7 separate regions of the Mus musculus genome follow, and regions 2, 3, 4, 5, 6 and 7 are each linked to region 1. The links are chromatin contacts, called in public HiChIP or PLAC-seq and promoter capture Hi-C maps. All regions are on one chromosome and are shown on one strand. The core of a region is the stretch at or near the end of the contact, and the rest is flanking DNA. Distances in the headings are between cores, read along the strand shown. Region 1 holds the start of Stx12 (syntaxin 12). Region 2 holds the start of Slc9a1 (solute carrier family 9 (sodium/hydrogen exchanger), member 1). Region 3 holds the start of Wdtc1 (WD and tetratricopeptide repeats 1). Region 4 overlaps Wdtc1 (WD and tetratricopeptide repeats 1). Region 5 holds the start of Atpif1 (ATPase inhibitory factor 1). Region 6 overlaps Dnajc8 (DnaJ heat shock protein family (Hsp40) member C8). Region 7 holds the start of Gpr3 (G-protein coupled receptor 3).

What was found. Promoter capture Hi-C pulls out the DNA fragments that hold promoters and counts their contacts. HiChIP or PLAC-seq counts read pairs in DNA pulled down with a chosen protein or histone mark.
Region 2: a promoter capture Hi-C map of liver shows a contact between it and region 1, with 3 times the contacts expected there. The contact joins the promoter of Slc9a1 here to the promoter of Stx12 in region 1. A contact is called at or near these places in 3 of 39 promoter capture datasets (liver and pre-B cells), 2 of 115 datasets of contacts at active chromatin or transcription factors (both in embryonic stem cells) and 1 of 9 other capture datasets (liver).
Region 3: a contact with region 1 is called in an H3K4me3 HiChIP or PLAC-seq map of bone marrow-derived macrophages, with 6 times the contacts expected there. The contact joins the promoter of Wdtc1 here to the promoter of Stx12 in region 1. A contact is called at or near these places in 2 of 115 datasets of contacts at active chromatin or transcription factors (bone marrow-derived macrophages and stem cell-derived neural progenitor cells) and 2 of 9 other capture datasets (adipose tissue and liver).
Region 4: a contact with region 1 is called in an H3K27ac HiChIP or PLAC-seq map of double positive thymocytes, with 4 times the contacts expected there. The contact joins the enhancer-like site here to the promoter of Stx12 in region 1. A contact is called at or near these places in 1 of 39 promoter capture datasets (hippocampal neurons), 2 of 115 datasets of contacts at active chromatin or transcription factors (bone marrow-derived macrophages and double positive thymocytes) and 1 of 9 other capture datasets (adipose tissue).
Region 5: an H3K4me3 HiChIP or PLAC-seq map of the SCID.adh cell line shows a contact between it and region 1, with 11 read pairs. The contact joins the promoter of Atpif1 here to the promoter of Stx12 in region 1. A contact is called at or near these places in 3 of 39 promoter capture datasets (the C10 cell line, cranial neural crest and embryonic stem cells), 5 of 115 datasets of contacts at active chromatin or transcription factors (the 230-238 cell line, the SCID.adh cell line, T-cell acute lymphoblastic leukemia and 2 more) and 2 of 9 other capture datasets (adipose tissue and pancreatic islet).
Region 6: a contact with region 1 is called in a promoter capture Hi-C map of hematopoietic stem and progenitor cells, with 3 times the contacts expected there. The contact joins the enhancer-like site here to the promoter of Stx12 in region 1. A contact is called at or near these places in 6 of 39 promoter capture datasets (the C10 cell line, cranial neural crest, hematopoietic stem and progenitor cells and 3 more), 2 of 115 datasets of contacts at active chromatin or transcription factors (extraembryonic endoderm stem cells and large pre-B cells) and 3 of 9 other capture datasets (adipose tissue, embryonic stem cells and pancreatic islet).
Region 7: an H3K4me3 HiChIP or PLAC-seq map of bone marrow-derived macrophages shows a contact between it and region 1, with 2.4 times the contacts expected there. The contact joins the promoter of Gpr3 here to the promoter of Stx12 in region 1. A contact is called at or near these places in 1 of 39 promoter capture datasets (neutrophils), 1 of 484 Hi-C or Micro-C datasets (cerebral cortex), 2 of 115 datasets of contacts at active chromatin or transcription factors (bone marrow-derived macrophages and large pre-B cells) and 3 of 9 other capture datasets (adipose tissue, liver and macrophages).

What each region holds. Positions count from the first base shown.
Region 1 is chr4:132,882,558-132,886,667 of GRCm38.p6, forward strand. Stx12 (syntaxin 12) reads right to left here and starts at 1,901. Exons shown (of 9, transcript NM_133887.4): 1 at 1,691-1,901. The coding sequence starts at 1,808. It also overlaps the pseudogene Gm13033.
Region 2 is chr4:133,367,994-133,372,103 of GRCm38.p6, forward strand. Slc9a1 (solute carrier family 9 (sodium/hydrogen exchanger), member 1) reads left to right here and starts at 1,742. Exons shown (of 12, transcript NM_016981.3): 1 at 1,742-2,914. The coding sequence starts at 2,551. Mir5122 (microRNA 5122) reads left to right here and starts at 1,783; the gene lies at 1,783-1,871.
Region 3 is chr4:133,337,356-133,341,465 of GRCm38.p6, forward strand. It overlaps Wdtc1 (WD and tetratricopeptide repeats 1), which reads right to left and starts at 1,960. Exons shown (of 16, transcript NM_199306.4): 1 at 1,641-1,960.
Region 4 is chr4:133,297,146-133,301,255 of GRCm38.p6, forward strand. Wdtc1 (WD and tetratricopeptide repeats 1) reads right to left here. Exons shown (of 16, transcript NM_199306.4): 12 at 3,416-3,589; 13 at 275-510. Among named protein-coding and RNA genes, the nearest start is that of Tmem222, 21 kb to the left of the region's middle. Within about 2 kb of position 2,151, at least 79 of the 459 cell types and tissues checked have an H3K27ac peak or open chromatin away from gene starts, as enhancers often do. A contact at or near this core is called in double positive thymocytes and hippocampal neurons, where this site is marked.
Region 5 is chr4:132,533,027-132,537,136 of GRCm38.p6, forward strand. It overlaps Atpif1 (ATPase inhibitory factor 1), which reads right to left and starts at 2,388. Exons shown (of 4, transcript NM_007512.4): 1 at 1,713-2,388; 2 at 456-909; 3 at 270-361. The coding sequence starts at 542. Dnajc8 (DnaJ heat shock protein family (Hsp40) member C8) reads left to right here and starts at 2,533. Exons shown (of 9, transcript NM_172400.3): 1 at 2,533-2,637. The coding sequence starts at 2,560.
Region 6 is chr4:132,552,974-132,557,083 of GRCm38.p6, forward strand. It overlaps Dnajc8 (DnaJ heat shock protein family (Hsp40) member C8), which reads left to right. Exons shown (of 9, transcript NM_172400.3): 9 at 44-769. The coding sequence ends at 166. Among named protein-coding and RNA genes, the nearest start is that of Gm24762, 7.8 kb to the left of the region's middle. Within about 2 kb of position 2,213, at least 67 of the 459 cell types and tissues checked have an H3K27ac peak or open chromatin away from gene starts, as enhancers often do. A contact at or near this core is called in embryonic stem cells and hematopoietic stem and progenitor cells, where this site is marked.
Region 7 is chr4:133,210,344-133,214,453 of GRCm38.p6, forward strand. Gpr3 (G-protein coupled receptor 3) reads right to left here and starts at 2,193. Exons shown (of 2, transcript NM_008154.3): 1 at 2,076-2,193; 2 at 1-1,021. The coding sequence starts at 1,016. The coding sequence ends at 24.

The DNA of each region.
Region 1 (4,110 bases), core at 651-3,150:
AACTGGCTAGCCTCTCAAACTCTGAGATCTACCTGCCTCTGCCTCTCAAGTACTGGAATTGAAGGCATGACCCCGCCCCCAACACCTGGCACAAAATTTTCTTTATTATTTTTGTGTGTATGATATGTGGAACATACATAGAACTAATGTAAACAGACACATTGTGTGTGCCAGGGAACGAGTGTGGCTGAGTGTGGAGGTCAGAGTACAGCTCTGTGGAGTTAATTTGCTCCTTCCACGTTCATCTGGGTTCTGGGGCTCAAATCAGATGGTCAGGCCTGCACAGCAAGCACTTTACCTGAACCATCTTGCCAGCCCCTTGAAAAGAATTTTCTGATTTATCCTGTATTATAGCTCCTTAACAAAAGGAAACTGGGACACAAAGTACCATACTGTCTAGTCATCAATTATTATTGTGTTTTTCATATCTGGGTTAACAAGCTGAGTATTCGTACTACCTCCATACACCCAGGCCTAACCCTTCCTGCCTGAAACTTTCTACCTCTCAAATCCTACAGTATACATTTAGATATAAAAGCAAAGTGACAAGCTGGGTGTGGTGGCGTACATTGTTAATCCCAGCACTTGGGAGGCAGAGGCAGGTGGATCTCTAATTTTGAAGCCAGCCTGGTACACAGAGTGAGTTCCAGGATAGTCAGAGCTACAAAAAAACTGTCTCAAAAAGAAAATAAAAGCACAGTGGTAGCTTATGCTTTAAAGCTTAGGACATAACTGCAATTCAGAACTGACTCTACTTATTAACAGTATAGCTAAGCTCACAAAAAAAAAAAAAAAAAAAAAAAACAGAATAATAAACAACACAGATGGTTGTCACCATTTTTAAAGTAAAATTGCTTCTGTTGTTCTGTTTACAGGGCTCTGGGATGATTCTGAAACTCAAAAACAGCCTGTACTTGACTCTAGCTACAGAAGGGAGTTTTAAGGTAAGCAGTTACAAACTGACTTGGCCCAACCCTGCCATCTCTTACTTGGTGTGTAATTGTGGCCAAGAGTAGCTCTCAACGGAGGCAGAAGAGGACATCTTCATGCTTGAAATGGGAAAAACGTTCGCTACAAAGACAACCTAACCTAAAATGTTCCCGGTGCATTCTGTGCCATAAAGCAGCAGTCCTCCCGTCCCTTAAATGCCAGGCACTGACTGACGTCCAGGTTAATTACAGGAAACACAGTGTATTAAGTCACTCGAACGCACGCATTCTCCACTTCCCTTAATTGAAAGTTGCTGATGTCTGAGGACCCAACCGCTGAGCTGAATGTGAACCTAAAGTCGCAACCAAGTAAGCACCCCCTGATCGGAACTGAGGAAAACAAGGTGGGTGGGGAGAGGGGGACGGCGACGACAGGAAAAACTCGGCTGACCACTGCGCCAAGTCAAGACTGCTGCTCACAGTCCTGGAGATGACACACACTCCCTCCCACCATCGGGGCTGTCGGCTCTGTTGACCCCCAACACCGTGAACTCTAACCGCCTAAGACAGGGGTGTGGACCTAAAGGGCCCGAGCCTGGCCGACCCAGGGAAAGGCAGCTCGCCGCGCCCAGAGTGGAGGCTCGCGACGGCCTCAAGGTGTGGCCTGAGCTGCGACCCAGACCGGGCTCCCCGACTTGGCAGCTTCACCACCGTCTGTCCCTCAGGCCGCCCCCAGCTCCCGGCTGGGTCCCCTCGCTCACTGGCTTGGCTGATCCGCTGGATGTTGCCACTGCATGTCTGGATGATGCTGTTGAAGTCCCGGGGCTGAGGCCCCGACGGCCCGGGGTTCCGATACATGTCTAAGGGACCGTAGGACATGACAGTGAGCAGAGACCGGGTCGCGCTTCGCGGCGCTCCTACCGGAAGCTGCCACTGACCGGGCCCAGCAGCTGAGAGGAAAACCGGGAAGAGAAAGGGCGGGGAAGGGACCGCGACTGCGTGCGCACTGACCCCCCGCCCATCGCGGTGCGCATGCGCGCGCTCCGCCCCATCCTGCAGTGCGCGTGTGCGGCTGGAATTGGCGGTGGGTCGTCTCTTGAGAGTTTTCGAACTGCTGGCGGTGAGCGTTCTCGCAAGACCCGACTCCTCCAGCTGTGAAGCCAGTACAGGACCGGACTTCTTCAGCCTGTCGTCTACAGACGGCGCGCCCCGCATTCCACGACCTTCCGGCCGCCAACACGCTCATCCGCATCCTGCTGCTCCCGCATCCTGCCGCTCCCGCATCCTGCTGCTCCGCGCGGCACTGTTGTTCAGGCACCCAGCAAGTTCTTGCTTTTCCAACCCATGTCAAAATCGAGGTGAATGCATGAGCATGGAATGGGACCAGTACACGTGCAGTTGTACCCGACAGGATTCGATGGTGAAAACTGTTCAACACCTAAATTTCTAGCAAGAATAAAGTTACTACTGAAACCATCCGCCAATACGGTGTGCCCCGTGCTTACCCACTTCAAGGGATTCTGGGACATTGTTGATTAACATTTCCTTCCTTTGAGGTCAGGCTGGTATACAGGGTGAGTTCCAGGACAGCCAAGGTTACATAGAGAAACCCTGTCTCGGAAAACCCACTCACACTCCAAACAAATAAAAACCATTCCCTTCCTGCGGAATTCAGTCATGAGATATGTTGCCAGCCAGATGGCATTTGATTGACAGCCCACCAACTTACAATGTGCACCACACCTACGAAAACTGGGCACCCTTCTCCAACCTCTCCTACTACATCAGAGCCTCTCCTCCTGTAACAGATGACTGCCTGACTCCCATCCTGTGAAAGGGAAGAAGAGGGTTTCTGATTCAAAAGATTATGGGGAAAATTCTAAGAAAAAAATTCATCCTTGACCCCCAGGGCTCGAATATGATATTCACATTCTTCGGCCAGCAATTCACCCACCAGTATCTCAAGACAGACCAGAAACAAGGACATATATTCACTAGAGGGCTGGGCCATGGAGTGGACATATAAGCCATGTTTATGGTAAAACTCCAGATAGACAGCATAAACTGCTCCTTTGCTTTCTCTTTTAATTATTTATTTTTATGCTCATTGGTCTTTTGCCTGTACCTGTGAGGGTGACAGAGCCCCTGGACCTGGAGTTACAGAGAGCTGTGAGCTGCCATGTGAATGCTGGGAATTGAACCTGTGTCCTCTGGAAGAGCAGCCAGTGTTCTTAACTGCAGAGTCATTTCTCCAGCCCCAAACTATGCCTTTTCAAGGATGAAAAACTCAAGTACCAGGTAATTGATGAAGAGGTATATTCTCCCATCAGAGAGATCAGGGACACTCAGGTGGAAGCAGACTGCCACTGCAAACCCCCAAATACCTGCTTTAGGGCAGATCTTGGGTTTGGCCACTGGTCATATGGTATAAGCTACACCATGAACCAGCACCACAAACCATTCTCACCGAAGCCTTACCAATCATTTGAAGAACTCAGGAGAAAGAGGCTGCTGAGTTGGAAGTTCTCTGTGGTAAAATTGATGCTGTTGGTGCTGGTTAAGAGCACTGACTGCTCTTCGATACGTTCTGAGTTCAATTCCCAGCAACCACATGGTGGCTCACAACCATCTATAATGAGAGCTGATGCTCTCTTCTGGTGTGTCTGAAGATAGCTACAGTGTACTCATATATACATTAAATAAATAAAATTTAAAAATTAAAAAAAAAAATCGATGCTGTCCTCCCCTGCTGATAGAAAAGCCTCTTCCAGGTGCTGTCTTTGGGGAAACCCTAGGGGAAATTGGGGCACCATTCTCCTTGGAAGGGCCTACATCAAACCCTATCTGTTCTCACTACTGGAATACTGGAAGCCAAGCTCTTTGGGGGAAGTGGGTGTTAAGATCATCAACACTGCCTCAATTTAGTGTCTTGTTTTATTTGGGGGGGTGTTCTAGACAGGGTTTCTCTGTATAGCCCTGGCTGTCCTGGAACTCACTTTGTAGACCAGGCTGGCCTCGAACTCAGAAATCCGCCTGCCTCTGCCTCCCAAGTGCTGGGATTAAAGGCATGCGCCACCACTGCCCGGCTTCAACTTAGAGTTTTAACGTTAGTAACATGAAGGGCTGTCCCTTCATTCAGTGCTCAGGGCTTCTCCAAACAAGCACATTACAAGTGCTTTAA
Region 2 (4,110 bases), core at 492-2,991, 490 kb after region 1:
CTCTTGTTACTTGAAAACACCTTTTTCCAGATGGAAAGTACACAAACTCTGAAGGCATGGTGAACTCCCACAACATAACTGCCTCTGAGTAACTGGGTATGGACCACCCAGTGAAGGAACAGGACACTCCCAGAGCTGGGAAGCTCACCTTGAGCTCTGGAGCTGACCCTAATCACCATTCACAGTCCCACTCCACGCCTCATGCCTATGTCCCTAGCTCAGCAGAAATCCTTGTCAAGAAAGTTCTGAAGAGATTTGTCAAACGAAAACAAACCCCTCTAACAGCCCCTTGAACAAATCACCTTGGATTTCTCGGCTTTAATTAACCTTTCCATGAAACAGGATGGCATTTGAAATGATTTAAAAACTTCTCAGTCTGGGCTCAGCGGTGGTGTGCTTACCTAGCACGCACAGGGTTCTGTGTTCAGATCCTACTTCTGAGGGGGGGGGGAAGAGTTCTCATGATTGCACCATGTAGACACAATGTCTCGACCTTTCTGAACTCTAATCAATATCATTCATTCAAATTCCAGTTCCGGCTGTGTGTGGTGGTGCATACCAGTAATCCCACTTGAGAGGGAGAGGCAGGAGGATTGCCAAAAATTAGAAGCCAGCTGGGCTACATTGTAAGAATGTAGCCTTTCGCACAAAACAGAACATGCCCCTTCTGGAAGCTGTTTTCTGTCTGCAGATAATAAAAATCCTTCTTTTCTCTTTAAACCAGACAGACAGACAGACAGATAGACAGACAGACAAAAACAATACCCAGCCTCTTACTTTTTGGTTGTTTCACTACTGTTATGAGTTGAAACACGCCCTTTCAAAAGAAGCTGAAGTCCTACCCCTGCCCACCCCTCAGTGCCCGAGAATGTGGCTTTATTTAGATGAGGGGTTTTGTTGTTGTTGTTGTTGTTTTAAATCTCTTTGAGACAGGGTCTCCCTACTGACCTCAGCCTGGTCTAGAACTCACTTTGTTACACAAGCTGACGTTGAGTTAAAAATTCCTCTTTCTTTAGTTTCCCAAATGCTGGAATTACAGTTTCCCACCGTTCGTGGCTCAGATTGGGTTTTTGAAGTTGATCAAGGTAAGGTACGCCATTAGGGCCAATTCCTAATTCAATTTGCTTGGAGTCCTTTTAAAGGGGGAAATTTGGACCTAAAGACGGATACAGGGAGGCTGGGGTTATGCCGCCACAGTCAAGGGAAGCCAATACATTGCCATCAAAGCACCTGTGGCTGGGATGCAGGAACGGATTTCAGCTCACACGGTCCTCAGCACAGGTCAATGCTTGGGAACATACAGAGTGCAGATTTCTAGCCCATTTCATTCATTCATTTAACTTTATTTTGTGACACTGGGCATAGGAACCAATGGTAGACAAGCACTCTACCTCTGAACCACGATCCCATCCCTTTCATTCTAAACATTTCTCATAGATCACCTCATTTAACCATCTTGTTATCCTTTTGTTATAGCTATCCATCTCCACCTTACAGTTGAGAAAGCTGTGAAACAGAGAGGCTAAATAACTTGTTCAAAGTCACATGCTAACAAGAAAACACTTTGTAGATAGTACAGTATGTCACTCGTGTTAGATTGTACTTTTTTTTTTTTTTTTTTTTTTCCAATTTAGGTCTCGGCTTCCTCTTCTTACGTGACACTTCCTTCCCTGGGCGACAGGGGCCGCTGCACCGCGCGGGCGCTGACAGGTCTCTCTAGCTTGCTGCGCCTGCTACTCGTTGGTGCCTATAAATGGCTGCGCTGTGCTCAGCGAGGCATCAGTCCGCTACCGCGGGACCCGGGGCTGTGTCAGGTCTGGAAGTGGAGCTGGAGCTGACCGAAGGAGCTGCCGCTGGGCCGGGGTGGAACACAGCTCTGCACCGGGGTCTTAAGGAGGGGTGTGTTGCTGCTGGCTCACTGCGAGCCGCCTCCAGCCTGCGCCGAGGCACCTTCCCGCCAGGCCGTCTGCCTCTGTCTTCCGCCTCCCTCCATTTCCCCGGAATCTCAGCCCGGCGCGGCTGGACCCTGGCTCTCCTGTGGGTGGGAAAGCCCCAGCCTTTTTCCTGCTATACTCCTTTATCCCAGGCTGGCCTTCCAGCCTTCTCTCGCCTTTCCCTGCGGAGTGGGTCTCACCCTTTTCCGTCTTTAGCCCAGGCTCCTTACCCCTCCCCTTTAGCCGAGTTCCAGCACCCTGGTGATTTTCCTTAGCCAAAGGTCCTATCCTTCTTCCTCCTTTCCCTTGCCCGTGGTCCAGCCTATCCGGCCCTTCCCCTCTCTTCAGGACGCAGTTTCCCCGATTTCCTTCTCTCAGCCTGAAGTTCTAGATCCTTTCGGTTTCCTCCTTAGTCCCTCCAAGGTACTTAACCCCTTTTTGCAGTTTGGACTTTGAGATTGTGAATCTCTAGAAAACGAAAATACTTCTCTAAAACATGAACTTTTCCTAGAGATTGCCCCAGTCTCACCCCATCTGCAGGACTCCTTGCTACCTATGTCCCAGGTCTTACACGCACTTCGCTAAGGGCTGAGGCCTCCTAGGCTGGGGGATCAGTATGATGCTTCGGTGGTCCGGCGTCTGGGGATTTCATCCACCTCGGATCTTCCCCTCCTTGCTGGTGGTGGTTGCCTTGGTGGGACTGCTACCTGTTCTCAGGAGCCACGGCCTCCAGCACAGCCCTACTGCCAGCACCATCAGAGGTTCTGAACCACCCCGGGAACGCTCAATTGGGGATGTCACCACGGCACCATCAGAGCCTCTCCATCGCCCAGATGACCACAATTTGACCAACTTAATCATTGAACATGGCGGTAAGCCATCTCGGAAGGCCTTCCCAGTCCTGGACATTGACTACCCTCACGTGCGCACACCCTTTGAGATCTCCCTCTGGATTCTCCTGGCCTGCCTCATGAAGATAGGTAAGTGCATGATGGTGCTGTTGCTGCCACCACCAGATAGGTGAGCTTCTTGCCCCACTTGTTACCAGGTTCTGCTTCTCAGGCTCTGAATGAACCACTTCTGCAACGCGGGCGGGCAGCCTCTCCCTCCTTTTTGTTGGTCCTTAAACTCCAGCTCTGGCCTGTGAGCTGGCATTATGTAGCAGGAGGGAGGGTCAGGAGCGTGCACGAGATGGGATGCTTCTGATATTGGTTTCAGAAAAGCTGCCAAGGCTTGGCTGGTCTCCTACAGCTGGGATGGGACCTAGAGAGGAGGCAGGTGCTTAGCTATGTGTAAGACAGGAATATCCTTTAGCAAGTGGCCCTTTCTGTCCTGTCAACAGGAATCAGTACGGATTTATTACATTCTTTGTGAAAGGGTGTTTTAGGACTTGGCCTGTCTAAGGATTTTGCGTAGAGTAAGGAACTAGGTACAAGGCACTTAGGTGTGTGGTAGAACACAGGGATCCCCAGAGACTTATTTACCTTCATCCCCAGAGTGATACCTCTCAGCTTTGCCTGCCAAGGCCAGTCAGAAGCCCCTGAGTCAGGTCCCAGTCCAGAAATGCCAACCGTTATCCAGTTCATAGGAATGGCTACAGCCAGCCATTTGGGGATGGCAAGAAAGTAGAGGAGGTTGAGGTTTGGTTCAGGTTTGTACCCAACTGACTAGAGACGGGGACCACCCATTGAAGGCAAAGAGATAGAGAAGAGCTGGGTCTAAAGAGATTTTAAAATATTCTTTTTGGAAGAATGACATGAAAATGCTGTTCCTTCTCCAAGGGTTGGGGTTCCTGCCCAGCCTGAGCACCCTGTTCTGCTGGGTGATTGGTGGGGTTCTCCCGAGGCTGCATAGCCCAGAAGTTCCTGGAGATGGTATCTAGGGGGCTTTTCAAGCTACCTTAAGTTTTCCAGCCCACTTTCAGCGAACTGAAAGTGGGAGCCACCGGGTCTCTCTCTGCTTCCCTCTTTGCTTGAGATTTGGGTTTTGAGGAGTTAGAGACTCTGGGCAGGAAGTCTCGCAGCTTCTTTTCCCAAGGACACCAAACTGGTGTGAGGCTGGCCCTGTGGCATGCTGCAGGAACTAACCAGTACCTCTGTTTTGATAGATCCAGGAGCTGGCTTCCTGGTATGGGGCTTTGGTGCTGAGGTGGTTACAGTGGCCGAGTTAGGGCATG
Region 3 (4,110 bases), core at 710-3,209, 450 kb after region 1:
CATCTTTGCCTCAGAAGGTTCCTCAGAATGATTTTCTTTTCAAAACCGATTCAGGCTTTACTTATTTATTTATACTTGGGTTTTCAGACTGGGTCTCACTAGGTAGGCTCATAAAGAGATCCCGAAGGCTTTGTTTAAAAAGGAACACCTGGAGCCAGGTATGGTGGCACATGCCTTTAATCCCAGCACTCAGGAGGCAGAGGCAGGCAGATCTCTGAGTCTGAGGCCAGCCTGGTCTACAGAGTGAATACAAGGGCAGCCAGGGCTACATAGAGAAAGCCTATCTCCAAAATACAAAACAAAACAAAACAACTTTAGGGCCAAGGGAAATAGCATTATACCACTTAATCCCTGTACTTGGGACTTGGAGGCAGGAAAATAGTTTATAGCCAGCATGAATTACAAGATGATTTCAAGGCCTGCCTGAGCTACATGAAACTTTGTTTTAAAACCCACACATGAAAAAAAAAATGCTTATCTGACACTTTATCCCGATCATCCACCCCATCCTTGGAAGGAATGGAAAAGCTACAGTCACAGTACTCAGCTTCTAAACTCAAACTTGAGAAAACTTTCAAGTTGCTCCACCAACACATTTACCTCAAGAGATTTAAGAACACCAGAGACATTCACAAGAAATTAGTCACACTCAGCTGCTAAGATAAATCGTCTGTACTGCTCAGATAAATCGCATGTAAACCCTCATACTTTTTTTTTTTTAATTCTTATTAGTCCTGGTAATGCACCTGCAGCGGAGAGCAAACCATAAGTCGCCAAGAAACTCCAATCACCGGGCTTGGGATGGGGGGTGGGGGGTGGGGCGTGGGACGGGACGCTCCACTAAAGCTTTTCAGAAAGAGATCCTGCGGGTTTGCAGTTTATCTCTACCGATTCTTATTTACCCTTTGAAGTGGGTACTAATAGCCCACTCCCAAGCAGAGACCCTTTGTACTTAGCGCTACAGTCGATGATGCAAACACCTTGGCAAAGTTCAGTTTGGTGCCAGGATGAGCCACTGAAGGCATCTGCGACTGCCAGAAGCCTGAAAACTCACTCTCTTTCTCTCTCTCTCTCTCTCTCTCTCTCTCTCTCTCTCTCTCTCTCTATAGAGAGAGAGAGAGAGAGAGAGAGAGAGAGGAAGGAGAAGGAGAGAAAGAAAGAAAAGGAGTATGGGGTGACAGAAACAGAGAGCAAGAGAGGGAAAGAGAGGCAGAGAGACACGGAAAGAGCAGACCAGGTCATTGACCTCTTGAAACTTCCACCTGCCCCTTTCTTCCTGAGTGCGATCGGCGCCAGATCAGATGTCAAAAACTCCGCAAAAAATAAATAAATAAAAGTCCCGTGATAGGACGACTTCTACCTCTGCCCCGGTGGAGCCTGCGGGACTCCTACAGCCTTCCCCCACCCCCTCCCCCGACCTCCCAGCCAGTCCTCTTCTAGCCTCCCTTCCCCGGCCCTTTCTGCCCTTCCTCGCCGCCGAGGCCTGACCCCTTCCCGGGACACCCCGGAGTCCCGAGGCGATCGGGCTCAGGCCCCCAAGCAGGGAGCCGGCCCAGAGCGGACGGCCCCGGAGCCGGGGCTCTGGGAGCCGGTCCCCGACTCGACATCTGCGGCGGGGATGGGGCGGCGGCGACCCGTACCTGTCAGGTCTCTTCCCAGGACCAGCAGCGGAGCAACTTCAGGAGCCCATGTCGGTCCGGGGGGGCCCGGCCCCTCTCCCGGGAGCAGGGGTGCGGATCCCGGGAAGGGGGCTGGGGACCCGGGCAGCTCTAGCCTCTTCCCATGCTCCCCGCCCGGCGCCTGGCCGGGGCCGGACAGCGCCTCCGCCCGCCCCTGCGCACCGCCTCACACCCGCGCTCACACACACTCACACTCCCTCGCGCGCTCTCACACACGCACTCCCCTCCCTCCTCCTCTGTTTATCTCCTCCAGCTGTCTGGGGACCCAGGAGAAGTCCCGCACTGCGCCTGCGCCACGCAGTCTCCGCGCCGGCCCCGCGTCTCACGGTCCGCGGCTACGCTACGGCGATGGCGCTCGGCAGTTTCCTGAATAGTGAGCGCGGGCCCTAGTCCTCTCTGCCACCCTCACCCCCCCTCCATCGCGCGCCCGGTCAACGTCTGCTGCCGGTGGCGCCCACTAACCTGCTAGCGGGGGAGCCCCCCACTTCGCCGGGGCCAATCGGCTTCACCGCTCGCGGGAACGGCAGCCAGTGGGCGGGCGGAAAAGCGGGGCTCAGCTCTGGAGTATCATGGGAGTCGTAGTTTTTCGCCATCGCAGAGGTCCTGCGGCGTGGACTTGCCCCGCCCGGTTACCATTAGTTACCTGGACGCACCTCCCATCCCACTACACCTTTTCTGAGTCCCAATTCCACATGTTCTCCCAGGTCCAGTACAGACCCTCCAAGGGCTAAGAGCTCATCAAAATTGCTTTTGATGCTGTAAATTAGGGGACACCTAAGGCTAAGACCCTGAGTCCTCCCAGAGCAAAGCCTCAGCCTGCTCCTTGCTCTAGGGGGCTGCTGAAGTTACAGGTTCCATGCTCGAATCTTCAGGTGCTGGAAGGAAAAGGTCCTATGTTGAGTGACCTGGGAGCTCTAGGAACCCAGATCGATGGCAGACAAGGTCTATCTAATACTAGCCAAGTAATTGCTCTTCTGACTTTCAAGCTCCAAGTCAGAACGGAGACACCCTCCTCTCTAAGGGAGTTCCAAGGTGACAAAGGTGGCAGTAAAGATAACTTAAGGGAGAGAGACCAGGAGCTTCAACTCAAAAGCAATCACCTTACATTTCTCTTCTCTTAGAGTGGCAGATACACAGTATGCCAACGTCTAAGTAATAACACTTTTATTTTCACTGTATTGGGCATGCTCTCTTTGATAGATACAATTGTTCCTATGTTTTTAAAAAGAAGAAACAAGCATAAAGTAGTTAAAAAGATGCTAGCCCAGGGTCACACAACTGGTTAGAAAACAAGGAATGAAACCAGGCAGTGCTGGAGACTAAGTACAAACATTTAGCACTTAAGAGTGCTGGTCCAGGGTTGGAGAGATGGCTCAGCGGTTAAGAGCACTGACTGCTCTTCCGAAGGTCCTCAGTTCAAATCCCAGCAACCACTTGGTGGCTCATAACCATCCATAATGAGATATGATGCCCTCTTCTGGTGCCTCTAAGACAGTTACATTGTACTTATTTATAATAAATGAATCTTTGGGCTGGAGCTAGCAGGGCTGACTGGAGTGAGCTAAGGTCCTAAATTCAATTCCCAGCAACTACATGAGGGTTCATAACCATCTGTACAGCTACAGTGTACTCATATACATAAAAATAAACAAATCTTTAAAAGAGTGCTGGTCCTAAGTTTCTCTTCCCATAAGTGTCTGGTCTTTGCTCATTTCTGTTCGGACCACTTGTGATTTCTTTCTCTTGTGAATTCAGGTCAGTCTTCATCTTCTAGAAAGGTTGTGGGGCATGCCTCCTGACCTTTCCTGCTTAGCTGTATGGAGAGACAGAGACAGAGACAGAGACACGGAGAGACAGAATACTCAGCTGGGCACATACCTCCAGTATGTGGGGGTAGATGTGAGTGGTCCTGTATTAACTGAGGCTAGTAGCGAGTTCCAGCCTAGCTGGAGCTACACGGTGAAACTCTGTCTCAAAAAAACAAAAACTCCACAGATATTAAGACTTGAAGGTCTTGACATCATGTATCCACAGGTCCTAGCTTTAGGCCTACAGTCTTTGTTAGGGTGACTGGGTCAATAAAGCTACAAGGTAGCTAATATTTATCCTGCATCTTTCTCAAGACAAGTGTTTCCAGTGGGTAAAACAACACTCCCACAATCAGGCAGCAAACAGTAGAGGTCAGCATCAAAACTTAGATATGTCTAATCCATTACTAGTCGTTATTTAAAAAAAAAACCATTGATTTATGTGTATAAGTGTCATCTTCCTTTACACCTGCATGTTAGGAAATGGCATCAGATTCCATTACAGATAGTTATGAGTCGCCATAGAGTTGCTGGGAATTGAACTCAGGACGTCTGGAAGAACAACCAGGGCTCTTAGTCTCTGAACCATCTCTCCAGCCCTCCACATTATTTTAATTGGGAAT
Region 4 (4,110 bases), core at 901-3,400, 410 kb after region 1:
GTCTGGGGACAGGTGGGAAGGCCCAGCTAGAGCTCACACAGCCTGACTGGGCTCTACCTGGTGCCTTGAATGCTAACATTAACTTTCAACAGAGTTTCACTGGGAGATGCTGACCGTCTCCTTCTTCAGCCATGAAAAGTGAGTTTCAGGGGTCAGACTGTCTTAAGTCCATGGAGTTTCATAATCAGCATCTGAAACCAGGGCTTCTAGATCAAAGCGCCAGGGCCTTTCTGGGTAGGGAACGGACAGCTGCGTCTCCTGGGCACACACTCACCACCATCACTTTTGGAGAAAAGGGCAGCTGTGATGTCCCGGCCTAATGCGTCACATGCACTGCTGTGGGCCTGCTCTGGGAACTTCCCTTTGAAGTCATCCAGGCACTCCAGAGCCTCGGCCACATACTTCAGTTCAAAGAGGCACCGGGCCAGACGGAAGTGTGCCTTCAGGTGGCAAGGGTTTAGGGAGATGGCCTTGAGGCAGTCCCGGAGGGCATCATAGTGGTCCCCGTCCCTGAGAAGGTACAGGAACATAGCTTAGAGGTGAGAGAGGCCCTGTGGCAGATACAAGGTTCCCACCATCTTCTGTGGCTACTTCTAGGCCATCTCTGACAACCCTCAGGGTGAGGAGATAAGGAGATGAAGCCTTGGCGAAGCCCACTGCTCCCTCCCTGGGAGCAGGAGTAAGCTGAGGCTCAAGCCAGGAGCCTGAGGCTTGGCGAGTAAAGAGCAGTGTCGGGCTGCCCTCTGCTGGGCGTAGGCTGCAACTGTGCACTGTTCACCTCAGGCACCCGCAGCTCTGCAGCAGAAGGCCTGGCATCCTGCCCACCGCAGACTCCCCAAGCCCTCCTTCTCTTTTCCTTCATCCACCTCCTCAAATCCCCCTGCTGGTCTTCAAAGCTATGTCCAAGGCAGGGGGCCCTCAAGGACAGTTCTGTGGCCTGGAGAAGCCAGAAGTGTTAGGCCAGGGACTCAGGGTCTGACCAGCATGCCCTCAGCCAGACCCCCCTCTGTCCTGGCTGACTGATCTGCAGCAGCTGTGGCCTCCACCTCCTGGGGCTGGAGGATGGGGCCTGACTGTCTGGCAAAGTCAGCTCTCTGGAAGCTGATGGTGAGGGGGCTGTGCACACCAGGAGCTCCAAATCCTCTCTACTCTTTTCTCCAATGGACAAGTATGGATAAAGGGGAGTGTAGGCTTTCTGTTGGAGGGGTAGAGGGAGACGCCCTCTTTTCCAGGCCCACCTCCCTGTTGCCAGAAACCCAATTTGGTTTCTCATCTGTACAGCCAAGCAGCAATGAGAGTCACTTTCCCCTTTAGAAACCTGTAAATGTTTGTATTTTCAATGCTGGGGATTGAACCTCCCCGCTTCCTACTGGGCTGGGGTGGGTCTACTATGCTTACAGCAAGCAGCACTCACTAATGCCAAGGGTCCCTTCACCAAGGGCACAGGTCACAGGTGTCTCCTGACCTCTCTCGCCATACAGTCAGGAGGAGCACCCAGCCCTTGGAGTAGCCACTTAAGACTCTAACCGACAGCTAAGCAATGTGGGGCAGGCAGGAAGCAGAGCTGCTTTGATGGTGTGCTCTGCGTCAGAACGAGTGCCTATGACGAAGGAGCAGGCGCTGTTTGGAAACCCAGTTACTGCCTGCAAGGTGCCCCTTTCTGAGCTCCTAGCAAGAGCCAGACCAGAGACCAGCCAGGAACCAGAGGGTGGTCTGTTTCCAGGAGCAGATGGTAGCCCTGGGGAGGCTGGCCTGGGACAGAACGTGACATTCTAGGGGTCACTGGCAGGCATGTGGGGATGGGGAAAAAAAAAGAGCAGGCTGGCCCCAGGGCTCACCCATCCTAGATGTACTGCCAGATCAATCTCCCTGAAAAGACAGCCCTCTGCACGTCCTCGCTCAAAGCTCTCCAGTAGCTGCCCATCACACACTGAATCAAGGCCAAATGCCACCCTCTGCATTCCAAGCCCTTTCCAGGCAAGCCCCAGGCTACCTCACAGACTCATCCCCTGCCAGTCCTTTCCAGAACCCTCTGCTCCAGCCAAATGGATTTGCTGTTCTGAGGCAGGCTCTTCAGTCAGTCCCCCGCCCCCACGCCTTTGTTCACACCATTTCCTCTCCCTGCAGTGTCCTTCCCCACAGTCCTCTCCTCCCCCTCATCTCCTTGTCTGAGCTGCCCACATTTAGAGCCCATTCAGACACGACATCTTTCTGAGGCTTCCCTGATCCTGAGCTGAGGTGACTCAACTCTTCTTGGTAACCCACAGCACTATACCTGACCATTTCCAAGACTTACTGCTTCCTGCATCTTTCCTATTTCATGCCGAACTATGCCAGAGAGTTTATTCTCGTTCAGTGGCTGGGCACTCTGGGGCACAGGGACTCAGAGTGATAGAACTCTGTCTCCCCAGTACCTAGCACACAGTGGGAACTCAGAAAACAAGCTGTGAATTCAGAAATCACCAACTTCTCTCAGCAAAAATACAGACACGAAGCTGAGCTCTCAGCCAAGTCAAGATGAAGGGGTTGTCACACCCTACCCAACCAGTGTAACAGAGGTGACACAACTCAGATGGCTGGGCCCCAGATAGTCCTCTTTTGAATGTGGGTGCCCCTTGATCCCTGGGGAAAGTCCCGAGGCTTCAGCTAACTGCTCTGTGTGTGGCATCTCCCCCACTCCCATCCTGCTGACTTGAGTGGGTTCCTTAAGCTTCCCCAGGCCTGCCTAGTTTCAGCCAGACGATGGCACACCAGCTGGCCTGTCTGTCTGGGCAGAGCCGACGGATGCCAGACGGAGCAGAAATGGCTGTGGGCCCAGCTCTATCCATCTCTAGTCTTGGCCCTGGCTGGGGGATGGGGTCTGCCTGCCTGCCTGTCTGATGGTGCTGCAGGCAGGGCTGGGACACTGATGATCTCTGCAGATGTGGGGCATCTTAGGATCCTGACCTGCCTATCCCATTATCACAGGCCAGTGTATGTCTGAGGTCTAGCTCGTATGTGGTCCAGTGATGGGTGTAAGAACCCAGAAAGCAGATTGCAGGGCCATTCAGCCTCAGACTCATTTTATAAAGGTACAAATGAGCTCTCCAAGCTCTGCAGTCGGATCTATCAAGGTCCCACTCTTCTCTCAAAAGTCCAACCCAAGCCTCAACTCTCCAGTAATTAGTATCACCACCCCTCTTAATCCCTACTTCCATTCACACCTTATAACAAAGCAACGTGTGAATCTCCCTCCCACACACTAAATGTCTTGTGCTACCTCAGCCTTAGGTAGAAAGGAGGGGGCCTATGTTCAAGAGGCCCCAAGAGCTGGGATGCCAATGCCACCTTCTGTGGATGCCCTAGCAACTTGGTCTCATGGCCCAGGTGCTTCAGCCCTTGTTCTGACCGAGAAACCCCTGCGGTTCCCACTCACCACTTGCGCTTCATGTAGGCGGCAGCTCGGTTGCCATAGAGCATAGCGTTGTGCGGGGCCTTCTGCACAGCCTGGCTGTAGAGCTGGATGGCCTGGGTCCACTGCTGGCAGGCGAAGGCTTCATTGGCCTGCTGCTTCACACGCTCCAGGTATGGGGGCAGCTCCACCTGGGGGCTGCGAGGGAAGGAGAGCCAAGTCAGACCACTTAAAGATTAGTAGCCCTACCCAAGGGCCACGCATGGTTTTGTGGACCCTGGCACCTCACTGCCATCTAGGAGATGGGGCCACTTTCATGCTGAGCTTGGGCCATTATCTATTACCATGAAAGAATATGCATAATTCCAAGTGCTTTGAGCCAGTAAAGGAGCGGCAGGAAAGCCATTACCAACCAAATGCTGGGGTTCGGGTGACAGCCACTGGTGCCACCTTCATCTGCACTGAACTAATCTTGTGACCACTCTACTTCCTCCTATGGGAAAAGTCTGTCTCAAGGACGAGACAACAGAGGGGTGGGAAGAGAACAGAGGCAGGGATGTACTGTAATGGGAACTACTGTAATGGGACGGATTATCTGCATGGGAGACCAAGTCAATACTCAGAGGCAGCTAGCCTCTGGACCCTTACCCCAGGGCTGGGGCAGAAGGACAAACTTCAATCTGGGTATGTTTGGCAGCCTCTCAGATAGAAGCTGCCTT
Region 5 (4,110 bases), core at 1,138-3,637, 350 kb before region 1:
GGGAAGATGACAGCAAACGATAAATTAGGAGACTACCCTTGGGCTGAGTCCTGCAGAACCGGTGTAAAAGGCTTAAGGCTGGCTGGGAGGCCAGCAGTGCGATACTAGCAGTCTCGACTACGAGGCGACCCGATGGCTTCATCAGCCTTGGAATTCTGCCAGAAGATGGGCGCCCCAAGGGACCAGGTAAAGATGGGTGGAGCGACAGAGAGCGTAGAAAGGACAGGGAGGACGACTGGGGGCTGGACTTGGGACCAGGTGGGCCTCACCGGAAGTACCGATCCTCTTCAGCCTTTTCTCGTTTTCCGAAGGCTCCACCAGCTTCTCGGATGGAGCCAGCGCCCGTATCCATGCTATCCGACTGCAAAGAGAGTCGTGGACGTGAAAAGAAAAGGCACAACAAGGGAGAGAGAACCTGCGCCCCGCGATGGGCGCTGGGCCGTGCCGCCACCTACCGAGTCCGAGACGAAGCCTCGGGTTTGCAGGACCTTCATACCCCAGACACCGAACCGAGCCCGAACTGCCAACGCCGAGCCTGCCATTGTCTTCGGCGTTGCTCAGCTCGCGTTGCGGGCGTGGCTGCTTCTCTCCTAGCGCGCTAACTGCGAGGGCGGCTGAACTGCCAATCTAGACGCCGGGGAGGTGGGACGAGCACGGAAACCGCGAATCAGGAGGGAGGGGGCGGGGCTTATGATATCTGCAGCGTTTGTTGAGAGGGAGGCGGATTTATCCCTTAGTTAACAGTTAATAAACAAGGCTCTAACGCATCATGACCCAGGAGTCTACAGAGCGAAGTCAAAAGATGAATCTTGGCTTTTGGTCTCTTTAGAATGAGGCATTTCGTTCACTCCCACTGCACAATTTCCGTCCAAAGGTCGATTTTATTAAAAATGTACACGATGGCAAGCCCTATGGACATGAATAGATTGGGGAAACACAAAGTTTGTGGTAGCCATGCCTAGGATGCCGACAGCCTGGATATCGACCTCAAACCTCTGTTTATACATATGAAATCGTGTTTATCTCTTAAGAGGTGTTCTTGTTCTTTGGTTATATTGCCACTGCAGTGCCTTCTCTCACCTTAAATGTCACTTTCTCAGAGAAACCCTTCTTTGACCTTCCTAGTCATCCTGACAGCAATTTTTTTTTATCCTTGCTTCTGAGTTCTTTCTCACAGTTTACTTTGTGAAGCCATCAGAGCCTTAGTAGGTAGTGAATTAGTAATTTTGAACTGTATCAATGTGTCGGTGAATGGACCTAATAACTTGGTGACGGGCTACAAGGACACTGAAAAGAACATCAAGCGAACTGGTGGTACAAACCTGTAATCCCAGCACTCCTGAGGCACACAGGAAGAGCTTAATCTAGCTTAATCTAGCCTATTCGACAAAGGGAATTCTGGGCCAGCCAGGGCTTCATAACAAGATCCTGTTTTCAGAAACAAACGAATAAACACCCACACCCCCCCATACACTCCCCCCCCGCACCCCCCCCGCCCCCCACACATAGGGCTAGTGCTGGGCCCCAATGGTGAAAGGAGAGAACGGACTCTTGAAAGTTGTTCTCCCTGACCTCTCCATGTGCATTGTGACACTGTGCCCCCACTAATAAGTAAGTATAATTTTAAAAATTAAATAACAAACTCCAAGCACAGATCCTTATACATGCATGCTCATAATTGCTTCCATCCCATTTTCCGATTTTGTCCCTACCTCAATGAGATCTGTTGTAACTCGGGATGGCCTCAAACTCGCAGTGAAGAAGCCAATTTCTCATCTTTCCGTCTCCACCTCCCCAGAGTTGGGGTTACAGGCATATGTCCAGCTTCATAATACTATTTCACAGTGGTCCAAAGGTGAGAAGACCCCAAATGTTGAACTACTGAAGAGGTCAACAAATCATAGCATAGACATACCTTTGAGGAATTGGATGCCACCATAAAATGCAGTAAAAAAAAAAAAAATTTTTTTGACAGTTTTTTTTTCACAGGCCTGGCTGTCCTGAAACTTACTATAGAGACTAGGCTGGCCCCAAACTCAGAAGATCTGCCTACCTCTGCCTCTGGAGTACCAGGATAGGCTCCACTGGGATAAACTCTTAAAAAACTGGTACATGGTGGTTACCCAGGCCAGTTCCAGCACTCCAGGGAGTCATGTAGATCTCTGTGAGTTTGAGGTCAGCCTGGTCTACAGAGAGAATTCCAGGACAACCAAGGCTACACAGAGAAATCCTGGGTCAAAAAAACCAAAAAACTGTCACATGAAAAAAACCTAAATAAGAATTGTATAAGTAGATTCCATCCATGGGAAATGTCCAGAATAATAATAGGTATATCCAGAGACAACAGATTTCTTTCTGTCAGAGACTGGAGACAACCAGGGCAACACTATGAAACTTTATCCTTATTCTGAAAAACCAAAACTAAAACCGAAAAAAAAAAAAAAGAGGTCTCGGCCCCTTTAAGTTCAGCTGGCGGGCGGGGAGTCCGGGAAGGCGGGCTTGGGTGGTTACGTGAGGCTGCGCTTGCGCAGAACGGTCACGTGGTGGTTAGCCGGGAAAATGGCGGCTTCGGGAGAGAGTGGTGCTTCGGGTGGCGGAGGCAGCACAGAGGAGGCATTTATGACCTTCTACAGTGAGGTGAGCCCGGAGTAAGGATGGTGGCCTTAGGACGACCGTGCTCCGGCTTCGTCCGCCGCGGCTGGGGCCGGCGAGGCGCCTCCTGGGACCGTTGGCCCGCGCCGTCTGGCCTGGGGACTGCGGATCGGCTGCGGAGTGCATGCGCGACCGCCACTGTGGCTACTGAGGTCCCCGGAACGCGGCGGGGCGGCTGGGCCTGTGGACCCAGACCCGGAGAGGGGCCCGGCGAGCTGCTGGTCGCGCGGTGCAGCCTGCTGGCGGTGGAGTCTCCGGCTGGCGGAGGCCGAGCTGCGGCGCACCCACTTTTATTTGTAAACAGGAAGGAGGCCCTTGTCCCACTCCTCTGCCATGAATTGTGCGAGTGGCGATTTCTGCGGTCTTATCAGTGCTGAGCACTGTTCATCGGGACAAGAATGCGTATGTGAACCCTCCATCTTTAACATGACGAACCTCTTAAGAGGGTGCATACGTTCTTGGTGTCAGGTAGGACAGGAGTGAACTTGCTCTGAGCCTTGTTGACATTTGCATCGCCAGTGCCTAATGCGTGGTGGATGTTTCGCATATATCCGTTGATTAAATGAATGAATAAACTGAGTTAAAGTTAGCTATCTGGCGTCAGAGGCCCACATATTGCGTTCTCGCAAGGCAATTAGCCTAACTGCTGTTGAAATTTCAAGACATCAGTTCCCACACTGGCAAGTTAACATTGTAAGAGTTTTCACGACGATTAAAGGGTTTCGTGTATAAAAAAGCAGCTTGAAAATTATAAAGCAGTCGTTTTCGAATTAAGTACTTTCTGGTAGCCCAGGTTGGACCCTCTTGCTTCAGCCTCCAAAGTGCTGGGACCAGAGCCATTATCTCTTGTGCTTATAAGAATACTTGTAAGCCGGGCGATGGTGGTTCATGCCTTTAATTCAGCACTTGGGAGGCAGAGGCAGGCGGATTTCTGAGTTCAGGGCCAGGCTGGTCTATAGAATGAGTTCCAGGACAGCCAGGGCTACACAGAGAAACCCTGTCTCAAAAAACAAAAACAAAAAAAAAATTTTTTTTTTATGTTAGGAAATATTTTTTTCCTTCACATTGTTAGCATATTTTGCATTGCTCACAGTTGGAGAAATTTTGGTCCATCTTGGTGGAAAATGGAGGCAGGGCAGTTGACATCCTCAGGCAGGAAACAGAGAAGAAAGGCCTGTGCTTCCCGGTGCAACATTGACAATCAGCACGGACTCTGATTTAGCCCTCTTGTGTTTTTATTATATTTTTTTAAATTTAGTTTTGGCTTTTTGAGACAAGAGTTTCCCTGTACAACCCTAGCTGTCCTGGTGCTTTGTAGACCAGGCTTGCCTTGAACTCACAGAGATCACCCACCCGTGTCTGTCAAAGATGGTTGCCGCCATCACCCTGCTTGTCCTTTTGTTTTTAAGACAAGTACCCAATGAAGCTTAGGTGGCTTTACTCACTTCGCAGTGTAGG
Region 6 (4,110 bases), core at 963-3,462, 330 kb before region 1:
CCTTACCTTGATCCTTAATGACTCTTAATGACCTTTCTTTCAGGAAAGTCGGGATGGTCGAGTGGACAGTTGGCGAAATTTCCAGGCAAATACAAAGGGGAAGAAGGAGAAGAAGAATCGGACCTTCCTGCGGCCACCGAAAGTCAAGATGGAGCAGCGGGAGTGAGCAGCAGGACCAGAGCCTCCCCGCTGCTCCTCCTGCTTCACGGACTCATTCTCTCTCCACCTCCACCCCACCAGAGAGTAGCGATTGCTTTTTAGTCTATTTTGTTGTCAATACAATTTAATATCAATCAGAGTAATCCTTTGTACATTGAGAGGAGGGGCTTGGTTTCACCATCCCCGTCCTTTCCCCACGGATCCACCAGGATTGAAGGAGCTTCGGACCCATGCCGCCTTCTTTTCCCACGCCTCTAACTTAATGTTTTATATTTGAATTGTGTGGCTCAAGGGTCATGTATAGTTTGTGGAATTTTTCCAATTAAATGTCTTGCTTACAGTGGTGTTGCCCCGACTCCAGATCAGCCTGGGCCACCTTGGGAAGCCATCCTTGAGGCCCTTGCTCCAATAGGAGAGGTATTGTGGATTCACACGGCAGTCACTTGTTGCCCTCATGCCCTGTGGTGTTTGGCACGAGGCTCCCAGCCACTTAAACCTGTTCACTTTCCAAAGAATTCATCTTCCAGCCAGTCCCGTTGTGTCCTTGCTTGTCTGCATTTATTAGTGGTAATATTCTTTTACGTATAATAAATTTTTATACCCAAGCCTTTGATGGTCTCCTCCTCGGGTGTGACTCCAAGGACAGGCAAGTGTCTTGCAGCTGGACGCACATAGCTCCCTACACTAATTTGTTAAACCTTAGCTTGTCTACCTACAAAATGGGAACACAGGGCCGGGGACATACTCTGATGGAATGCTTGCTAGCATGTGTGAAGTTCTAGGTTCAGTACTCACAAAGCAAAGTACAGGAATATCAAGTATGGCAGAGGCCGAAGGCTGTGTAGGAGCCCCCGGGTTCCATCCTAACAGCATTATCAACAATTTGGAAACATTGATTTCACTGTAGGAAATCACCACAGATCTAATGCGGCCACCAACGCCATGGGTGTTGTCAATGTCTTATCTGTTAAGTAAGAGGCTGCACACTGAGGGTGAAATGTGATGTGTATCCGGCTTACTGGGTATGCTCAGCCTGTTGGAGGGGCCTGGTGGGTGTAGAACAGTGACTCGTGAGTGACTGAGGGCATTCTGTGTTGCCTGTAGATGTGTTCAGGTGGGATGGCTACAGAAGGCAGGGTGCACACACCTTCAGTTTGTTCCTTGTGGGTGGAGGCTGGAGCTTGAGTTCACCACTCTTCCAGGTACAGCTGGGGCGTGTCCAAACCACTTGAGCTACAGTAACTCCTAACCCCAAAGCAAGGCAGAGGGCGGGAAGTTTCTGGTCACTGCAGAACTATGTGTTTTGAGCTGATGAAGTATCCTGGGCAGGGAGCGGTTCCCGGAGCTTTCCAGGCTGGCAAAGTGGCTCCTCCTACAGGATAAAGGCATTTACAGGACTTGAGGTGATTCCGTTCAGCCACCTGCAAGCCCCTGTTGCTTCTCAGAAGGCTGTGCCAGCAATAAGCCACAGCAATTAGCTTACTCCATCCACAAACAGGCTGATTGGAAGTCAGATAGTTGGGGACCTCCACTGTATGCCTCACAGCTGAGGTGCAGAGGCTGAGGAGGACTCGTGAACCCGCTATTCTGGACGCCCTTGTTTCTGTCCTTGGCAGCCAGCAAGTGCTTCCTGGAGAGTGTGGTGTTCAGTAAGGGTTGTACAGATCCAGTTGCATGATAAAATACAGTGCTTGTTCCCCTACGTCTGGTAGTCACAGTCTCCGAGACACCAGGGAGTGGCTGCCCTGCTGCTGTTTATTCCAGGAGGGTATGTCTTCTCAGTTGCAGGAAGCTTGTGTGTTGACACCACACCTTACAACTGCTAAGTGAAAGGTCCAGGAAGCCGGTTCCCCGGATGTGCTTGTCCTGCGAATGTGTCTGAGGACATCTCTAGTGAACAGAGGCAGCAATGGAGAACAAACAGTAAGCCTTGCTCCTGTGGGCTGGGCACCTCCAGTTCTCAATGGGAGGAGGAGTCAGGAGCAGTGAACAGTGGCTGGCCTAGCTGGGGAGGACGTGAGGGGAAGACACTAAGTCAGGAGAAGTCCCCCCAGATGGTTGGTGGTGAGGTCATACCCAGGAATACTCTGCTTTGCCTGGAGCATGGGCACAGGGAGCTAGAATCAGGAGTTCCTTGTCACCTTCAGCTATGTGGGTACCAGTGAGGACATCGTATTTTCTAGAAGGAATAGTCCCATTTCCTTCTGGCCACATTTTGGCCATGGACTGGCCTGGAAGAACAGCAGTGAACCTCACCCAGTGCATAACATTGCTTAGAACAGCTTTCTCTGTGGTGATCCAGCTAGAGAGGGTGACTTGGGCACTGAGTTGAGGTCTCACAGCCAAGTCTGACCTCTACCTAGGGCAGCCCCTTGTCCCCCAGGGTGGGAAAGGGGAGTTCCGAGCAACAGTGAGGGAGTCTTCCCTCACTGGAAGGTTGCTAAAAGAGCTACTCCACTCCTTTTCCTATGGTCCCATGAGTCAAAGCCACCACCCCACACATTCCATGGCACAGCCAACAGCTAATGAGGGCTCCCTGGGTCCAGGTAAAGTGGAGGGAGCCAGTGGGGTAGGTAGGGTGAGAAGTTTGGCATTTGAGTCAGTAATGACATCATCCTGAAGCCTCAACTTCCTCTTGTGAAGTAGCCATTGTGCTTTTTTTTTTTTTCCTTTTCGAGACAGGGTTTCTCTGTGTAGCCCTGACTGTCCTGGAACTCACTTTGTAGACCAGACTGGCCTCGAACTCAGAAATCCGCCTGCCTCTGCCTCCTGAATGCTGGGATTAAAGGCATGCGCCACCACGCCTGGCGTCGCCCTTGTACCTTTAAAGGCAACTTGCAACTGGTGTAGGCAACGGGTCACCGCTTTGGTAGTCTAGTTGGTATCCTGGTGAGGAGGTGGGAGGAGAGGGACAGTGTAGAAACTGGAGCTCCAGCCAAGCCCTAAATCCTTGTCTTTGGCTTCCATCATCAGACAAAAAACTCCTCAGAGGTTGCCTACCTCCCTCTCAGCTGAGATAGCTTCCGAAGGCAGAATTATCTCCCAACAGACTGGGCATCCCCAGAGGCAAGGTTATCAGTCTCCCTTACTTGGAGTGCCTTTGGACATCTGTGGTCCTCAGTGCATCCCCTCAGACAGGTGTCTATCAGCTTTGAGTCTTTTCTGTCAGTCTTAACTGGATTTGGGACGGTCTTGTTGAAGTTTGGGCTCCTAGGGACAATGCTGGGATCTTCCTTCTCCCCCTCAGACAAGGAGCCTAATTCTTGAATTTTCTGCTTCCCCCACGCCCAGCCCTTCCTCCCAGAGGGGCTTGGCTTCAGATGGGCCCCTTGTTGGCTGAAATGGGTAGAGTCCTGGTTGGGTGTGAGTATTTTGGGGGACCTTGGGGTTGGGGCTCCGCCCAGGAACTTCCTGGCCTCAGGTGCCCTACAGTTCAACAGAGGCCGCAAGCAAGTTTCCTCTAGTTATTCATTCTAATGTCAGCATGGATCAAACAGGGACGGGAGGGCAGAAGGAGGTGAATCACACACTTTGGTCTGGGCCTGACTCCTGCCTACTCCTCCCTCACTCTGTTCCCTGCTTCCCGAACTCCATGCGAGCAACCACCAAGGAAACACACCCTCAAAGAAGCAAGCTCTCAGCGGCTTCCGTCCCCTGCAGCTCCATCACCTCTTGGACCAGGGATTCAGGTGTAACTGTTTGTCTGACTGACCTAAAGAACCACTCAGGCTTTGCCTGGGTCTTCAGAGCTACGTCTAACTTAAACACACACACACACACACACACACACAAATACACACACACACAAATAAACACACACACACAGACACACACCACATCCCCACAGTCCTCAGATCTTTACACATGAACAGACACAACTTTAACACACATCATACAGCATGCAGCGTGGATGGGGGCCCACCCACCTGTAGTCTCAGGAGCAAGAAGGGT
Region 7 (4,110 bases), core at 943-3,442, 330 kb after region 1:
GCCACAGGTTCACCAGGATGAAACTAGACATCACTAGGGGACCGGGACCGGAATGGAATCTTGGAAGTGGAACAGCAGCAGCAGATGGCCCACAGCACCTTCTGCACATCTTGGTTGCGAAAGGCGTAGATGACAGGGTTGATCATGGAGTTGTAGGTGGCTGGGAGCAGGGTAAGATAGGTGTAGAGACGGGGAGAGTCGGCATCTCCCAGGAGGCAGTAGACAGTGAAGGGCAACCAACAGGCAGCAAAGGCGCCAAGCACCACAGCCAATGTGGCGATGCCCTTGCGGGTGGCCACGTAGTGAGAGGCAGGCAGCAGGTGTCGTTGGAGGGCGATCTGCTGGGCATGGCGGCAGACGATGCGGCAGATCTGGGCATAGAGCTGCAACATGATGCCAAACACCATGAAGAAGGCGATGGCCAGAACCACCAGATGGTTCTTGGAGAGTGGATAGACCACACCACACGTGGTCAGGCCATCCCGGCAGTTCCAGGCCAGCACGGGAACCAGCCCCAGGCCCAGGGCACCCACCCACACCAAGGCCAGCATCACATAAGTCCGAGTTACCGTTGTCTCTGAGTAGTAAGTGAGAGCATTGTACAGGGAAAGGTAGCGGTCAACGGTAATGGCCAGCAGGCTGCCGATGCTGGCAGTGAAGGCCATTGCTAGCACGCCGACCAGCATCAAGCTCATCTCTGGTGAGCCAATGCAGAAGTCAGCCGCAAAGTGCAGGACCAGGCCCAGGCCTGCCAGCAGGTCTGCTACGGCCAAGCTACCCACCAGCAGGAACATGGGGGCGCGGAAGGCAGGAGTGCCCACAATGATGGCCACCACCAGCGCGTTCTCGCAGGACACCAGGGTGCCTGAGATGCACAGCACCACATCCCAGGCCCTGGGAGAGGGCAGCAGTGTAGCTGGGCCTGTGGGTTCCTCTACTGGGTCCACGCTGCTCACGTTCACACTGCCTGAGCCAGCTGAGAACCAGGCCATAGAGCTTCCTGCTCCCCACATCATGGTACCTGTAGAAGAAAGGTCCTATGAGATGCTGGCAGGCCCGTATCCTGACAGGAGGCCCTTCGAGAAAAGAAAGCTGTCAGGATAACAGGTAGGGTACGGATGTCCTGCACACCCCACACCCCCAATTCATGTCCTGTGGTTTTTGTCCTCTGATGCCTCCAGGCCTCTAAACAGGGGTCCCTTTTTCTCGGTGATCCCTTTTCTGTGTCCCTTCACCCTCCCCTCCATTCCTCTAAGTCCTGAAGACCTCTTGGCCACACGTGGTCAAAGAAGTGAATCAAAGCTTACCATAAGTGAATAGGGGAAGCACAGGATTCAAGGTGTGCCCTCAATAGGCTCATGAATAGGGGAGGGAAACACGTCAAGAAGAAGAGCAGTCAGCTCCCTCCCACCAGACACGATGACTTGGTTCCTGAAGCTCCCAGACCCCTCACGATTCATGGGCACTGCCAGCCTCAAGCTCCGCCCCCAGGCAAAGCCGGTGCAGCTTCTTGCCAGCCCCCACTCGACATTCCCAGGGTAACACCTGGGAACTCATTTCCCCTACACTCTCCCAGACTTCTGACTCCGGACAGACACCCCACACACACTGCCCCCTTCTTCCTCCTAACCACTGGGTCTCCGTAGCAGACACCCCCTGGTGAAAGCCGGATTCCTGAGTCAGACCCCTCCTTCTGCCCGGACACCTGGATCTTGGGCCTGACTCCGCCTCCTGCCTTGGATAGCCGAAGCCCCAAATAAGACACCACCCGCTACTCGGACGTCTAGGTGCCCGCCCCAGACGCCTCCTGTTCTCCCAACCTCAGATGACCGCCCGTCCCTCTAGGGCCTCAGGTCCCGCAGGAATGCTCACCCTTTGCCGGGTCACCCCATCATACCACTCGAGAGCACCCGAACACTTGGGGAGCTGCCTGCTTATGCAGACTCTGCACATCCAGAGTCCCAGGTACGACCCCCCGACCCTGAGCAGGGGCAAGCAGCCTTCCGCCGGCCCGGCGCCCCTGCACGCTGTGTCCTCCCAGACTCCGGGTACCCGCGGCAGGGCCCACTACTCACCGGTGGCTCAGGACCGGGTGCGGCCGGGCCGCGGGGCGCCTCCACTCAGGTTCTGGCAGAGCAAGGTGTGCGCGGACCCCAAGAAGCCCCCGCGGCCGCGGGAGACGCGGCGTGAGTCACCCCGCCCCGCCCCGCCCCCGGCCACCGGTTTGGTGACGCCAGAAGCCCAGCAGGCCAATGGGCGCTGCGCGCTGGAGCGCAGCGCGTGCTGCGCGGCATAGTAATGAGGCCTCGCGCCGCCCGCTCCCCCATTCATAAAAAGTGACCGTGGCCGCGGCCCCGCCCCCTCCGGAGCCGGCTCTCTGTCCTTGACGCGGCGCCCTCTGCGGGTCGGGGGTTTTGGGGACACTAGTGGGAGAGCCTTAAAAGAGACTCGGGGAGGTCACAGAGGATGTGGGAAGAGGTCAAGGGATTGGGATAGTCTGCGGGGGTGATGAGTACCTTCGGTGGCAGAAACGAGCTGACATAAGACAGGTGATGGAGCGAAATGGGCGTCCCCGGTGAGGATGACAGGCTCTGCCTCTGATAGGGCCCCGAGGCGACGGTGACAGGAGCACGAGGGAGCAGGGAGGTGGGTGGCTGTGACGATATGAGCACGGTGACAGGATCTTGGAGGATGGCGGCTGTGGGACGTTGACGGTAGCGGGGTGTAGGCCTCCTCAGGACAGCCACAGCATTGTCAGGATGACTGCAGCATGATGGAGCTCGGGGACCCTAGGGTAACAGAAGTGGTGACAAGGCTTTGGAGATGAGTGTGCAGGTGAAGGAACTTCAGGTCACTGTGACCCTGTTAAGTGCTATAAAGGACTGAGGTGACGAAGCTAAATGAGAGCTGTGGGGTCCTGAAGTAAAGACCAAATGACTTGTGTGTGGGCCCCAGAGTGAGGGAACAGGGTAGGAAGTCTGACTGGACAGCGACCCAGCAGGTAAGTTGCTGTCAGGACAGGTCCCGTGATGTTGGGGTTGGAATAAGGAGCTGGGTGACGTCACTCATGTGGACCCAATAGCGTCCTCTCTGCATGGGAGGGTGCGCCTGGCAAGATTTCAAAACCTCAATTATTTATTCAAGGATCTGAAAAGCCAGAGCGAGGGCTGGGGGGGGGCGGGGGTGGTCACTTCCCCGAAGCAGCAGGAGATAGGGAGCCGGGAAGAACTTGGAAGCAGAAGGACTCGGCAGCTCCGTGCTCAGAGCAGCCTTCCTGAGCACCGGCTTAGGTACCCCAGGGGGTGGGGCAGAAAGAAAACTTGCTCTTTACTAGACCTGCCTGCGCCATCCCTAGGGAAATGCCCCATCAGATCTAACCCTAGGCACCAGTACTGTCCTTTCTCCCTTTGATCGTCTCTGGAATGTTCAAGACTTTAGGAGGGTGATGGGAGTCAGGGGTCGGATGTCGGTCTGAGGCTGAGGAAAGGAAGGAGGCCAGGAGTCAGGGAATGCGTCATAGCCTCACAGAGATGACAGAGCATGGGCTGGAGACTGGCAGGGTTTGGGCGGGATATGGGGAGTTCAGCTGGTGGAGGAGGTCAGGCCTCCAAGCCTAATCCACGCTTCCGAACCCTGTGACTTTGAGGCCCTGTTAGGCTCTCTGAAGCTGTTTTTTCATGTCTAAACGGCTGGGGACTGCTGGGGGCAGTTGGCCCGTTAGCAGCACGGGGCTGTATATTGGCTGTCAGTGGTGTATCTGGCCAGTAGAGGATGTCAGGGAAACACAGGAGGGCACAAAGAAAATGAAGAGTGGTCACAGGAGGCTCTGCCTTTGTGGGACCAGGCTAGATGGGGCTCTCCTGCTGCAGGCTCCTATGGGCAAGCTCCCTTCAGAACTCTCCTTTTAGCCATTTCATCCATAAATGGGCTTCCTGACCGGTCACAAATGACCGACTAACCTTCCCCTGGCCTTCCCTCCTTGCTTTGTTATCTTCTCAGGTGTGCAGAACTCCTGCAACAAAATACTCTCCCTAGTTCCCTTTTACTGTTTGCTTGGAGTCTGAGGCTGTCCCACTGTAGGATAAGGCATGTGACAATAATGCCTAGGTT